Linked DNA regions of Astyanax mexicanus: region 1 is linked to region 2. A link is a contact called in public Hi-C data. All regions are on one chromosome and are shown on one strand. Each heading gives the region's core, a stretch centred on a gene start, on an enhancer-like site or on the middle of the called end of the contact. The rest is flanking DNA. Distances are from core to core; before and after follow the strand shown. Region 1 overlaps ppp2r1bb (protein phosphatase 2, regulatory subunit A, beta b). Region 2 holds the start of sik2b (salt-inducible kinase 2b).

Region 1 (3,493 bases), core at 64-2,563, 100 kb after region 2:
AATAAAAAGACAGACAAAGAAAAGGCTTTATACATTTTGAAATGTCAAAATCAAAGCTCAGTACTGCTCTCTAAGAACTGTCTGGTGTGTTTGTACTCCCAGACATACAGTGGACATTGGGTGGCACCGATTGTAGCTTTTATTAGGTGGGCCAATTGCTTGGTCTGCACACAGTCTTTAAACAGCAAGCACAGCCATAAAAAGATAAATGGCGGTAAAGTTGATTCAGCTAAAAGAAAAGATTAATGTAATTTTGACCTCTTTACTTCTTTTAGTGTAGTAGCATAGAAAATAAAGCTTTTTTCCCCCGATACGGTAGCCGCAGTGTAAAAAGACTGCACATTTTTTCTTTGCCAGACTGTAAAAATAGTGCATAATTTGACAAATTTTACAATATTACTTTTCTCCTTCTTTACACATTCATCTACCAATAGATTTAATTCCAATATTGGTGTGGTTATTTTTATTTCTAATTCTTAACCTATTTTTTATCCCCAGTTTACAAGGCCAATGACCCATTAGGACACTAGTGATACTCCAACACCAGGAGGGTGAAGACTAGCACACGCCTCCTCTGACACAGGGGAAGTCAGACTCCGCCTCTTTTTGAACTGCTGCTGATGCAGCATTGCCGAGTAGCATCACAGCGCTAACGCTCGGAGGAAAGCGCAGCGACTCAGTTCTGATACATCAGCTCACAGACGCAGCCTTGTGCTGATCCACATCACCCTAGGAGTGATGAGGGGAAAGAAAAGAGCGTTATCTACTGTACTGTACCCACCCAGAGAGAGCAAGGCCAACTGTGCTCTCTCAGGACTCTGGCAGCTGATGGCATACTGCATGCTTGGGTGCATCTGTATGCCTGCGCCCAAAACTTCCAAACCAAACTAGATCAGTACAGATTTAGGGTGTAATCAAAGCCATTTGGATAATCAAAACAGCATTTGACACATCTAAATGCAGATTTTAGGGCATAAAAGCAAGACGAGGATCGACATGACCTAAAAAAATCTCTTTAAAAAAACACAGCATGAAGTAAAAGTATTAATCTCTCAGTATTTGGTGAGTCATATGCAAATTTAGGAGAAATAATTTAAGTGGAAATCACTGGGAGCACCGCAAGGAACGAAGAGCATATCCACCAAAGTCAAATCCCATTTCCTCATCCAGCCCAGGAGCATGAAAAGCAGAAGCGCGCACCCAGCGCTCTGAGACAGAGTGTGTGAAATGGAAGTGATGGAGACACGGTGGATCATCAAAGCTGCCGAAGCAGAGGAGCCGGGGCAGGCCGCTGCGCTGACCTACATTCTCAGCGGCTGCGATAGCGAGCGGCTTTTCCTGTGAGCAGACCACACAGCAGCCAGGAAAGCAATTAGGAGACGGGGAGGGGATTTATACGCACTAAAAAGAAAAAGAACTGATTAAACTAAGTTGAACCCAAAAGCAAAAGAAAGTAAACAGCGAGAGGGGGCATGAGGAAAGGTGAGAGAGTTTAAAAAAGGGCGAAAAAACCTGAGGAAAGGGGCAAAACTCTGAGGAATTTCCTGGGTGCTGCTGGATTCTTATCAGCTGGAGTCTCGTCATTAGCAGAGAGAAGAGCGGGAGCTGCGGTGAAGCACGTCCTCCTCTCCCCCCAAACCACTCTTTGGCAGAACAGTGGAAAAGGGCGGGGCAAGGCAGAAGAAACAGCAGCTCCCTTTGGTAATCCTAGCAGCTGCAATGCGCTAACTATGCTACTGTGCGTGCGAGAGTGAGTGTGTGTGTGTGAGTGAGTGAGTGAGAACTGGATGATCCAAAGAGTCAGCAGACTTATTGCACTCACACTTATTTCACACTCGGAGTGAAAGGTGGGCACACTTACCATGGTCTACCAGCCACGCCATGCACAGAGAGTTCAGCTTCTCATCAAAGAACTCCACTCCCTATAAAAGAAAAAAAGACATTAGAGAAAGAGAGAAAGAAAGAGATTTAATTAAGGCCCAATCCCATTTCACCCCTTGGCTGGAGGGGTAGGTTAGGGAAAGGGACAGGGCTTGCTCGCCCTTCATACGAAGATTTTTCAGATGCACACTTCAAACCGAGGGGTATGAGATTCACTGGTAAGATCACAGTAAAAGAAAGCAAAGAAACCCACAAATTTCAGTATTTAAATTGTTAAAAAGTAAGGATTAGCTCTATATTACTATAGTTTAATGTGTAGTTTTAATGTTTTATGGCCAAATTCTTCATAACAAGCATTAAAAAATTTAAAAAAAGATTGCTAGTAGTTGTCTCAGTAGCTAGCTTACTAGCCAACTTTCCAGTTCCACCTTAAATGGTGCAACAAATGGCAGGGGCTGGCTGCAGAATTTAAGGAGGAGCGGAAAAATATAATAAAAAAAAGCTAATTTCAGCTCCCCAACAAAGAGGAATTAAAGAATGGACAATCATTTCTGCACTCTCTCCCCCCTTTCTGAAGACAGGGCTTTCTCAGGTCTTGGTAACATCATCTTATTGGCCCTTTATGATCTGTTGTACATTATATGGATATCTGGGCTTCCCTCAGAATAGGGGTGGGCGATATGGCCCTACAATAACATCACTATATTTCATGGTATTTTCACAATAACTATACTCTTGGCGATATGAAAATAGAGTTAAAAAATTATTTTGAAAATACACTACAAACAAATGCAACAAAGTGAAATTTTAATTTTATTATTGCATACAATATGATATGGCACACTAACTGAGATATTAAAAAATATAATAATTTTATCAGATTTGTAACAGAAGTCAATGATCCAGAATGTCATGATACTAACAATAATAATAATGCACTGCAAATATCTCCATATATCCATGATTACAGTAAAATAAATGATACTGAACAGATATAATCTGTTTCTAGTAGATATATAACGGGAAATGAGAACAGTGTGAATTTTTCTTTTCCTAAAAACAGCAAAAAAAAGTAGAACCCTGATGTGATAATTAGTGAACGATATTTCAAAATGTTAGAAAGATTAATGTGTATGATACGATACGGCACACCCCTACTTCAGAATCCATATTTTCCTGGATTTGCCTTTAATCTAGTGCAGCTAAATTTGCCTTTCTGGCTTTAGTAAACAGCCAACATATGCTTGTTTAAAATCAATGTTTGACTTTTGTGTAAAATGTGGACTTAATTTTGAATAATGTTGTACTTACAGACACAAATGCTCATATGGCTCCAGTTTATGCTCCTAAACTGAGCATAGACTCATGGTAAGACAGGTTAGTTAAACAAGGCTACTACTAGCTACCATTTTATACTTTTAGCTCACAGTACACAAAAAAACAGGTGCTAAACTCACCAGCTGGCCCGCCAGCAGCGGCATGTACTCGATAATGGCCAGGCGTACCCTCCATTTGGCATCCTCTGCCAGTTCCACTATGGCAGGCAGCAGGGACTGAGAGAGCTGACGGATGCCAATCACCTCATTCACACAGTCCAGATTAGAGATGATGT
Region 2 (3,586 bases), core at 259-2,758:
ATTTATTTGTTATAGCCTTTACTGTGGTGTTTCAGCGCATAATGGGACATTTAAAAATTATATATATTAGTATTATTATTTGTGGGAGGCATATTTCTCCTAAAGCATTGTTGTAAGTGTAGATTCAGAGCCTCAACCATTCAAAAGCTTTAAATAAACGTTAATTCAATGTCGGAATTTCAACATTAATCAGTACCTATTAGATAATGTTAAATAAATGTTGTTTTAAGGTTGTTTTTCCATCATCAAACTTAAAAGATGTAATGCAATAAAAAAAACATTTACATTTATTCAATGGCCATAATCACTTCGAATCGGGTCGTGTGAGTGAATCAACGAGTCACTGAATCGGGACGTTCGACTCGGTGAATCAATTCGTTTGTGAATGATTTACCTTAAATATATGCATATATGATTAAATAAATGAACTAATACGAATATATCTGTGTTTGATATGTGCTTTGTTGTTTATGTATTTGTTTTAATATTAATTTTCAGAATGAATTTCGGAATTAATGCTTATTTTATTGGATTGTGTAATATTTTGTGTACTATTGATATTATATATAAATACATTACAAAATTTAACACTTGCTTGACTCTAAAACACATATGATAAATTTTATTATTATTGTAATTTTTAACAAAATAAAAAAAAAATGTCACACAAGACTTCCATGTTTTTCTTCACCTTTTTTTTGTTAAAAATTCCAACACCTTTTTTTAAGTGAGTAGTCAACAATTCTAAGGCTTTTTATCAATCAATCAACCTTTATTTAAACAATGCAGCCGAGCAAATACTTAGGGAAGGGATAAAATAAAATAAAATTAAATAAATAATAAAAATAAAAAATAAGATATTATAAAAAATATAAAACAATGTAAATAAAGAATCATAAAATCATATGTAAAAAAAATCAAAGGTAATAAAACGAAACAAATGCAACTACAGATGAATAAATAAACCATACAATACATACAAATACATACAAATTCAATGAAAGGAAAGAAAGAAACAATAAAAGAAATTTAGGCTAAAACAAACCAAAATTAAAAACAATTTAACTAAAAAATTAAATTAAGAAAACTACTAAAAACGTACCAAAGATCATAAAAAAATCAGCTTATTATATTTTTCTTTACTTAAAAAAACAATAGAGATAATTCAGGTCTGAAAGGGTATAATAATTCAGTGGCCATAATCATTTCGAATCCGCTCGTGTGAGTGAATCAACGAGTCGCTGAATCGTTGGACGTTCGACTCGGTGAATCGCGGGAGTCGGTGAATCGATTCGTCACCACTGAACCGAACTTCCAGGCGCTCGCGATCATTCACTCCAGTTCAGCCCCAGAGCCGTTAAAGCTGACCGCTGACGTAAGAGGAGGCTCGGGGTCGCCCGTGGCAACGAGTTGGCAGCGGCGTGCTGAAGGGCTCGGAAGCCCCGCCCCCTCCACTAATACCCCCATAGGCTCTGACGTCAATGGACGTCAACGGAGGGAACAGGACGCCTCCTCCTGCTCCTCGCGCGAGCGAGTCCAGCTCGTGCACTCGGGCTAATGGAGCTGAAACATTAGAGCTCTATTGTATGAGAGAGGGGAAATAGAGAGAGAGAGAGATATAGAAGAATAGAACGAGAAAAAGAGAGAGCATGCTGTGACTTGTTTCTTTCTTTCCCTCTCTCTCTCTCTGAGTCCGGCTGCTGAAGCCTTTGCTGTCCTCGTCGTCTTTTATTATTTAAGGTCTTTATTTTAAGCTAATGTTCAGCAGACGTGTTTTAAAAACAGGAGGAGAGGGAGGAGGTGGAGGAGAGGAGGGGTAGACAGCGTGTTCTCGCTGCCTCGTTATCTGTGACTTGGGGCTGTGCAAGAAGTGTGAGTGTGTGTAAGAGTGTGTAAGAGTGTGTGTAGCTATCTATCTCCCCCCTCTCACTGAGTGTGTTGCTGCCGAACAGCATGGTCATGGCTGACTGTCACCAGAAAGCAGGGCTCCGGGCTCCGGTCCGGGTGGGCTTCTACGATATCGAGCGCACTCTGGGCAAGGGCAACTTCGCCGTGGTGAAGCTCGCGAGACACCGGATCACCAAGACCGAGGTGAGTGAGAGTATCAGCCCAGACTGTGGAGAGAAACAGCAGCAACTTCTGCTCCAGAGTGTGTTACTGTTACTGCTACTGCTGTTGTTGTTGTTTGTTGTCCTGTAGCTACATTTCTCTCTTGAAGTGTTACAATGTTGAGGAACATCAGAGCAGCAGGTTGTCTGAAGACACACGTGTGTATAGAGGAGCTCTTCCAGGCTCTCTGTGCAGTTATAAGCTATTTAAGCTAGCTAACTAACTAGCTAACACTTTAGTAGTAGACCTTTCTCCATGCTTGTCTGGAGTTACTGCTTGTATCTTCTTGTTTAAAGCAGCAGCAGCTGGCTTCTCAGAATTGGGTCTGGTGTAGAGGCTCTATGGCTTCTGCCTAGAATTAGGGCTTATATTGGTTTGGTAGTTGTAGCCAGTGGTGCTACAACACATTTTGGTGGATCTTTCCATGCTTCTCCATGCATCTTCTTGTTTGCAGCAGCTGGCTTCTCAGAGTTGTGTTTGGTATAACTTAGGCTCTTTGACTTCTGTCTAGAATTAGGGCTTATACTGGAGTGGTGGTGGTAACTAACGCATTTTGGTGGATCTTTCCATGCTTGTTCCTTCAGAATTGTATCTGAAATCTGTATCTGTAAAGAGGCTTTATAACTTCTGCCTAGAATTATGGTTTATACTGGTCTGGTAGTTGTCGCTAGTGGTGGTAATACACACTTTGGTGGATCTTCATGCAGCTTCGTTTTAGGCAGTAGCTGGTTCCTCAGAATGTACTGGAGTGGTGGTGTCTAACAGGTAGACCTTCCCATGCTTCTTTTTGCATTTTCTGTTTTGCACCAGCTGGCTTCTCAGAATGTCCTAGGTGTTGAGTTATCTTTGGTGTAGAGGCTCTCTGAGCTGAGGCTAAGGCTTATGGTGTGGTGTTGGTGGTGGTGGTAGACCTTTCCATGCTTCTCTGTAGTTCTCAGAATTGTGTTTGGTGTAGAGGTTCTCTGACTTCTGTCTGGGATTATGGTTTATACTGGTTGGTAGTTGTAGCTAATGGTGGTAACATATATTTTGGTGGATCTTACTCCATGCTTCTCTTCTTGTAATTTCTTGTTTGCAACAGTAGCTGGCTTTTCATGATGTTTATGGCTTATACTGGAGTGGTGGTGGTGGTAGACTACTTTGGTAGACCTTCTCATGCTTCTTTTTGCATTCTCTTTTTGCAGCAGCTGGCTTCTCAGAATGGTTTGGTGTAGAAGCTCTATGACTTCTGTCTAGGAATATGGTTTATACTGATTTGGTAGATGTAGCTAGTTGTGGTAATACACATTTTGGTGGAACTTGCCATGCTTCTTCATGCCTCTTCTTGTTTGCAGCAGCTGGCTTCTCAGAATTGTGTCTGGTGTATAGACTATCTGACTTCTACCTAGGCTTAGGGTTTATACTGGAGTGGTGATGGGGTGGTAAATCTTTCCATGCTTCTCTAAAGTTACTCCTAATATCTTCTTGTTTGCAGCAG

The links. Hi-C and Micro-C count contacts between places; a contact is called where the count stands out from the background.
Region 1: a Hi-C map of muscle shows a contact between it and region 2, with 15 times the contacts expected there. The contact joins the enhancer-like site here to the promoter of sik2b in region 2. A contact is called at or near these places in 3 of 3 Hi-C or Micro-C datasets (blood and muscle).

What each region holds. Positions count from the first base shown.
Region 1 is chr18:3,293,293-3,296,785 of AstMex3_surface, forward strand. It overlaps ppp2r1bb (protein phosphatase 2, regulatory subunit A, beta b), which reads right to left. Exons shown (of 15, transcript XM_007229378.4): 10 at 3,339-3,493; 11 at 1,862-1,922. Among protein-coding and RNA genes, the nearest start is that of ppp2r1bb, 18 kb to the right of the region's middle. Within about 2 kb of position 1,314, the one cell type or tissue checked has an H3K27ac peak away from gene starts, as active enhancers do.
Region 2 is chr18:3,190,087-3,193,672 of AstMex3_surface, forward strand. sik2b (salt-inducible kinase 2b) reads left to right here and starts at 1,509. Exons shown (of 15, transcript XM_022675039.2): 1 at 1,509-2,091. The coding sequence starts at 1,954.